Linked DNA regions of Mus musculus: region 2 is linked to region 1. Evidence: chromatin contacts called from public HiChIP or PLAC-seq data. All regions are on one chromosome and are shown on one strand. Each heading gives the region's core, a stretch centred on a gene start, on an enhancer-like site or on the middle of the called end of the contact. The rest is flanking DNA. Distances are from core to core; before and after follow the strand shown. Region 1 holds the start of Platr21 (pluripotency associated transcript 21). Region 2 holds the start of Ripply1 (ripply transcriptional repressor 1).

Region 1 (3,137 bases), core at 443-2,942:
ACTGTGGGTCCGCGTCAGCGCTAGCCCGCCCCCCCCACCCCTGCGTGGCCCCAGAGCCCCCGCCGCCCCCCCCTCGCCCCCCAGGCTGGGCTCTTGAGCTAAGTGAGAAGATGAAAGAATAGAGCAGGAACAGAAACTGTGTTATCTCAGTGCTGCTTTTGACTTTGGCTATAATTTGCTACTTCTCCACCTTGATGGACTGGACCCTGAAATTGTGAACCAAATAGAGCTTTTCTCTCTTTAACTGCTTTCATCAGTGAAGTATGCATTTGGGGGTCCAGCTGTGGTTCCTTGTCTTCCATCCCCACCCCCCTCTCTCTCAGGGATGAAGTGGAGTCTGGAATGGGTGGGGTTCTGGAGGATCCCAGTCCAGCTGGGGAGTGAGTGTGGGAGAGGGGAGAAGGGAGTGGCGCGAGTGGAGAAAGAAAGCCTTCTGCCAAGGTTTTCAATGAAACAGCTCTCTTAAGACAGTCTTGTGTGCATACCTGTATCTGGGGCAGGCTTGTACGCATAGCCTTTATTTGGGGGTGGAACAGGGCTCTATATCGACTTTGGAGAGTGGAAAGGAGTTCACAGGGTAAATGAAACTCCTTGGCTGGAGTTTCAAGTTCTGTGAATTGTCTCATTTGCATGGAGAGGCATTTCAGGAATCTCAGGTACCTGCTGGGTGGGTTCTTATGGGGGAGGGGTTAGTTTGTAGGTCGGTTCCTTGGCAGCCGGCGGGAGAGGCTGTGTGGGGTTAGGCTCCCCAGACAAGGGACTCTCTGCTGCAAAAGGGAGTCCTCCATTTTATGAAAAGCTGGGAAGAGCCATCCAGTCATGGTATCTGCGAGGGAGTTTCCCCACGGTCAGGGCAAGTATTTTATAATAGCAAGAGGATACTGAACCAAGGCCTTCAAGTACTCACTTTAGAATATTTGTGTGTGTGTGATGCTTACATGTTTGTGTGTGTGTGTGTGTGTGTGTGTGTGTGTGTCCGCGCGCCGGCTTGTTCCCACCTGTGTGTGGAAGCCAGAGGAGAATGTTAGGTGTCCTGCCTTACCATCCTCTGTTCTATTTCTTGACAGACAGTCTCTCACTGAACCTTTGGTTTATGGATTTGGCCAAGCTAGCTGGCCAGCAATCTCTCAGATTCACTTGGCTTCAAGGTCCCAACACTGGGATTACAGGCATATATAACCATGCCTGGATTTTGCATGCATGACGGGGATCAAACTCAGGTCTTCACATTCGTACTGTAAGTCCTTTTACCCACTGAGCCATCTTCCCAGCCTCCTCACTTTGGAATTATTAAAAATAAAATTTTATGTTAAAAATAATGAAGAACATGTTCGTATAAGGCTCACCCAAAGTGAACATGAACCAATAACAAAATAGGTAGATGGACAAGGGTACAGCAGATTTTCACACAGTGCAGGCTCTTAGTGATCTCACAAGCTGCTCTTTGGAAGAAAACGGTACTCATAATAATCTTGGATATTTGGAGTGCATAAATCAGGGAACTCGGGAAAAAGCCAGCTCCCTCGCACTATCACTGAGTATGCACATATGACATTATCTTCGACATTTCCAGACTAGAAACCATTGATTAGTAAAATGCTAATTCACTGAAAACAGGTCTTTGCGAAGACAGCCCTGCCCCCTTAAGAATCTGAGATCGCTTTTACTGAATAAACATCATCCATTTCTGCAATGTGAGTAAGATGCTCTTTCTGCACCTTGTGCCACATATTCAGCCCTGGGAACAGATGTGCAAGAACAAGGCTTAGGTGGAATTGGCACTTCATACCATCAAGATAAGGCGATGTGGCTTTGAGCAGAGAACATAAACAGTGTGGCTCAGCTCAGAAGGTCACTGTGAGTAGGCTGCTTTTCTTAAATGAATCGGGTACCCCTGGAAGGAAGAGCCCACCACTCTGGAGAATTTGCTCCTTTTGACTTCATGTTATGCTCTTTAGGGAGTTGAATCAGTGCGTTTCTCTGAGGCTCCCACCTGGCTGCTTCCTCCCTGTTTACTTTTTAGAATGTGTATCCTTTAACACCGTATCCTGTCTGGTAACATGCATGCACCGAATCACTGTTTTCCAGCCTCTGGGGGAAAAAAAAAACATGTGTGGGAACATCCATTCTGCCCGATTGCTGCTGCTTCTACTTGCTTCAGCAGTGGGAGAGGTAAGAAGGGTGTATGTGCTTCTGACAGACTGGGCTGGGCTACATGTCTGCAGGAGGCCCCTGGAAGTTGATGCCTGAGATGCTGTCTGCTGCTTGAGACATTGCTATGTTCTGAGCATAGGGCATTTCCTGATGATTGGCAGCTCCCACGTTCAAGTAAAATCAAGGCTGCAAATGAGGCTGTGGTTCACGGGGTCTAGACAGGTGCTGACAGGATGTGGTTTCCATCTGAGAGCAGATTTCAACTCTTCTATTAGCCAGAGCCTTTTGAGGCCATTGAGCTAACAATGTAAAATATTTCACTCAATAACCTGACCGGCCACACTCCCCAGGTGCCTCCGCACCTGCAGAGTGAGTGGAGCAACCCAGAGACATCCAGTCTTTAGGCTTTTTGCTTCACCCATCCCTCCGCTTTCATATGTACAGGTTTTTAGTCCTTTCTCTGCTCCTTGTGAAGGTACCAAGCCAAAAGTTTGTGTGTAAAAGGAACATAACATGCAGATCTAGATACGTAGGGTACATTCTCAAGCCAGAGTTTTCTTCTCTACTTGTTATGCACTATAGGACAGGCACTTGGGCACACATTCTTTCGACCCTAGAAAAACCTCTGACTGCTCAATGTTTAATGAGCTGCTATTTGGTGGGAACTTAGAAGATGCTGGGAGTAGTACAGATGATGGAGGCAAGGTCTGTGAAGTTTCAGAGGGAAGTGTAAGAGTTCCTTAAATACTATCAGCTATGTCTGATGTTTTGAGCATTAAGAATCTGTGTTTCGGATCAAACAGGGCTTAAGAATTTGCTGTGGTCAATGAGAGACCAGATCCATTAAAGTGAAACCCTGGCTATACAGAGTCAATCAATGCTGGTTAGCTAGAGCTGAAGAATTAGCAGTGGTGAAAGAGACCAGCATCATTGGGGGCTGCAATAGTCTTGAAGGATTTCCAGAGTGTCAGCACATAGAAACT
Region 2 (3,137 bases), core at 291-2,790, 430 kb before region 1:
AAGGGATATTTTCGAAACTTGCGATGTTTTTCACTCTTGAACACACTGGCTGTTTACGCATTCTTCCACCAGAACATTCTTCCACCAGGACAGTTTTAATATGAAGTCGTTTTCTTTCTTTTTTCTTTTTTTCCCTCTTTCTGGGAATAGGGGTTGAAGCCTGCTGTGTGTTTGCTCTACCACAGAGCCATATCTTTAGCTCTGTCCTTAACTTTTTTTTCTTTGCTGTACAGATCTGAATAAGGTCGGAAGTCATGCTGAGTGGCGATCAGTGGGGTCTCCATAAGAAACCCATGGACAAAATTCGTCACAGCATTTAGCATCCAGCTTTCACAAGCTTGTGCATTGATGACATGATTTTGACTATCTGCTTAGTATGTGATTACAAGATTGGCCACAATTAATAAATCTAATGGGTTTCCTATTATTGGACACTGAGGTTGTTTCTAATTTCTGACCATTACAAGCCAGGCTGTGATGAATATTTGAGACACTAAGTCTGGGCAGGTGCTGGCCACTGAGATCAGGAGAAATATTTTTGAAACCTCTAAGCATGAAGTGCTTGCCAGTTGTTGTAACTGGAAGCGTTTTGGCAAAGGCCCAAAAGCTGGCTAATGCCAAGGACTCTGCCTCAAACCTTTTGGCTCTCTAGGGTCACTAGTCATTACCCAGCTCTTTGTCACAGAGGGTTCAGGTTGGCAGGGCCTTGGGGACCCACTGAGCCAGCACCCTCGTCTCACGTGAGATGAGGCCTGGGATGGTCCTTTGGCCAGCCAGTGCTGGGCAGAACCCTTCTAGTCTCCAGCACCTGGGCTCCTAAACTAGAAACTGAGCTGTGGCATTTGGAATCTGCCCTGCAAACTCCCTGGGCCCGCTCTGCTCCCCACACCACACCACTCTCTGCGGAGGCGGTGGAGGGGCTTTAGGAACTTTTGCAAGTCAATTGAGCAGGGAGAGGGGTGGGGAGGGAATTGAAAAGATGACTTGAGGTTTGCCCAGCAGGAGACTGGACAGGCCCCACCCAGAACCCTTCTTTATCCTAAGCCACATGACATACTTCGTGGCAGTGACCCCGTATCAGGGACCACCTGGCAAATCTCCTTGGGATTTGAGCTGAAAGAGCTGGTGAGTCTGTCACTCTTCTTTTCTCACTGGGAACCAGCTTTGCTAAAGGCTCTTGTATTCAGCCTTCTGTCCCAGACAAGCCTGGCTGCCTTTGGGTACTAATGAGAGCCCCTCCTTCCCACCTTGGGTCCTGATCCTGCCTGGGGAATTCACACAAATGGTGTGAGATTTATCCCTTCTTTATTTTCCTTACTGACTTGGAGCTGTAGCAGACCCCTCACCTCCTCCCCAGACCCTGTTTACTCAACTGGGAGAGATTTCACACCCAAGAACACAGCTCTCTCTCCAAGATCCCCCTCCCTAGATCTTTACCAGCATCCCTCATCCCCCATCCTTGCATTGCCTGAATAATTGATGAGTCAAGGCAGGGCTTATAAAAGGGTCTCTAGGGGAAAAGCCAAAAGAGTGCTGAAGGTTCTGAGAACTGGAAGAGCTGTCTGGCTTGGTGTCCCAAGGATGGACCCCGCTGCCTCTCCTGCTGCTGCCCCTCCTGCTGCCCCTGCTGCTGCCCCAGCTGCTGACCCTGCTGCTGACCCTGCTGCTGCCCTCCCTGGCCAGGCCTTGGCCCAAGCCCCTGCCCTAGCACAAATCAATGGACAAGAAGGTGCTAGGAATGAACGGTAAGTGCAACTTAGCCTTTGACAGTCTGAACCCAGGCTTAGGGAGCTGCGGGCAGGAGAAGGTGTGACGCCCATGGTGGTGTCTGGTTCTCTTTGAAGGGGAGAGACAACAGAGAGCCTCAGCCCTTCTTCTATACCTTTGGCTGGAAATAGTTTGCCTCACGTATCATTCCAGGTGACGGGGAAGGGCGCTGAGAGAGAGAGAGAGAGAGAGAGAGAGAGAGAGAGAGAGAGAGAGAGAAAGAGAGAGAGAGAGAGAGAGAGAGAACATTGCCAAAGCTGGAAGCCAAGTAGCCTGAGCTTCATAGGGAGTCCATACAATTCACTGAGGGAACAGGAGAGGCTACTGTGGAAGCTAGGCTTAACGCAACCTGGACTATGGGACCCAGATGGTAGCAGGTAACATAGAGTGACAGGGCCAAAGTCTGAAGAGGCCTTTTGTTGGGGGGGGGGGTTGCTGCCTCTGTCCTGAGCATGCCACGTTTCCTTTTCCTTGTCTCTGAGAGTCTAGAGGAGAAGCAACAGGCCCAGGAGTATTCGAAACCATTTCTCTAATTAGGAAGATGGCAGGGTTCTGTTCTCAATTCTTTGATATCAGAAGCTGGCAGTAAGATAGATCCTCCCTATACAGCAGGCATTCTCTTCTTCCAAACATTTCATGTTCACATTCAATCAACATTTGCTCAAGCCACTCCTTGCACAAGGTAATGTACTAGGGCTTGGCTAGGGGCAAATGTGCCCATACATATCTTTCATCTTAGAAGGGCTCCATCAGACAATGACAAAGCAGTGGGGTAAGAGCAGCGATGACATTGTTGGAGCAGAGAGGAAGGGTATCTGTCCCAGACTTGGCTCAGTTGTCAGGGAACCAGAGGAGTCCTGGAGCACATGGCTTGTGAGTCAAACCTTCAGAGGAAGCCTGTGTTTACATCTTGTACCAATTTATCTCTTTGTCACAGGGCAGCTTATCTTTGGAGACCCTGGCTGTCCTCTATAAACGACCAGCCAAGGCAGGCGAGGAGTCTGGTGGACTGGGTGAGTTTGATGCCCTGTGACATGTTTGCACAGACACTTACAGCCATGTCCCTTCTCAGAAATCCCCTGACCCCAGTCCCAGGATGGACAATCTGGGAAGGCATTTTGCCAACTCTGCTAACATTTCATCCCCACAGTAGCTCTAGGAGGAAGGCAGGACCAAAGCTTCCATGACAAATGAGACTAGGAGATCAAAGCATAGCGTGGGTAAGGGACCTGGGCTGGACTCGCAGTCAGTGTATTATGTATGGAGCTGGTGCTGGGATTCAGGTCCCTTGGTGCCTTGCCTCAGAGCTTACTTACTCTTCTCCCTGAATGTTTTGTCCTCTAAGAGAACTCTGCCCCCTGTATCGCCTC

Evidence for each region. HiChIP or PLAC-seq counts read pairs in DNA pulled down with a chosen protein or histone mark.
Region 2: a contact with region 1 is called in an H3K27ac HiChIP or PLAC-seq map of embryonic stem cells, with 2.6 times the contacts expected there. The contact joins the promoter of Ripply1 here to the promoter of Platr21 in region 1. A contact is called at or near these places in 4 of 39 promoter capture datasets (cranial neural crest, embryonic stem cells, hippocampal neurons and 1 more), 3 of 115 datasets of contacts at active chromatin or transcription factors (all in embryonic stem cells) and 1 of 9 other capture datasets (embryonic stem cells).

Annotation. Positions count from the first base shown.
Region 1 is chrX:139,355,325-139,358,461 of GRCm38.p6, reverse strand. It overlaps Platr21 (pluripotency associated transcript 21), which reads left to right and starts at 1,692. Exons shown (of 20, transcript NR_045455.1): 1 at 1,692-1,857; 2 at 2,089-2,172.
Region 2 is chrX:139,780,756-139,783,892 of GRCm38.p6, reverse strand. Ripply1 (ripply transcriptional repressor 1) reads left to right here and starts at 1,540. Exons shown (of 4, transcript NM_001037915.2): 1 at 1,540-1,745; 2 at 2,705-2,780. The coding sequence starts at 1,582.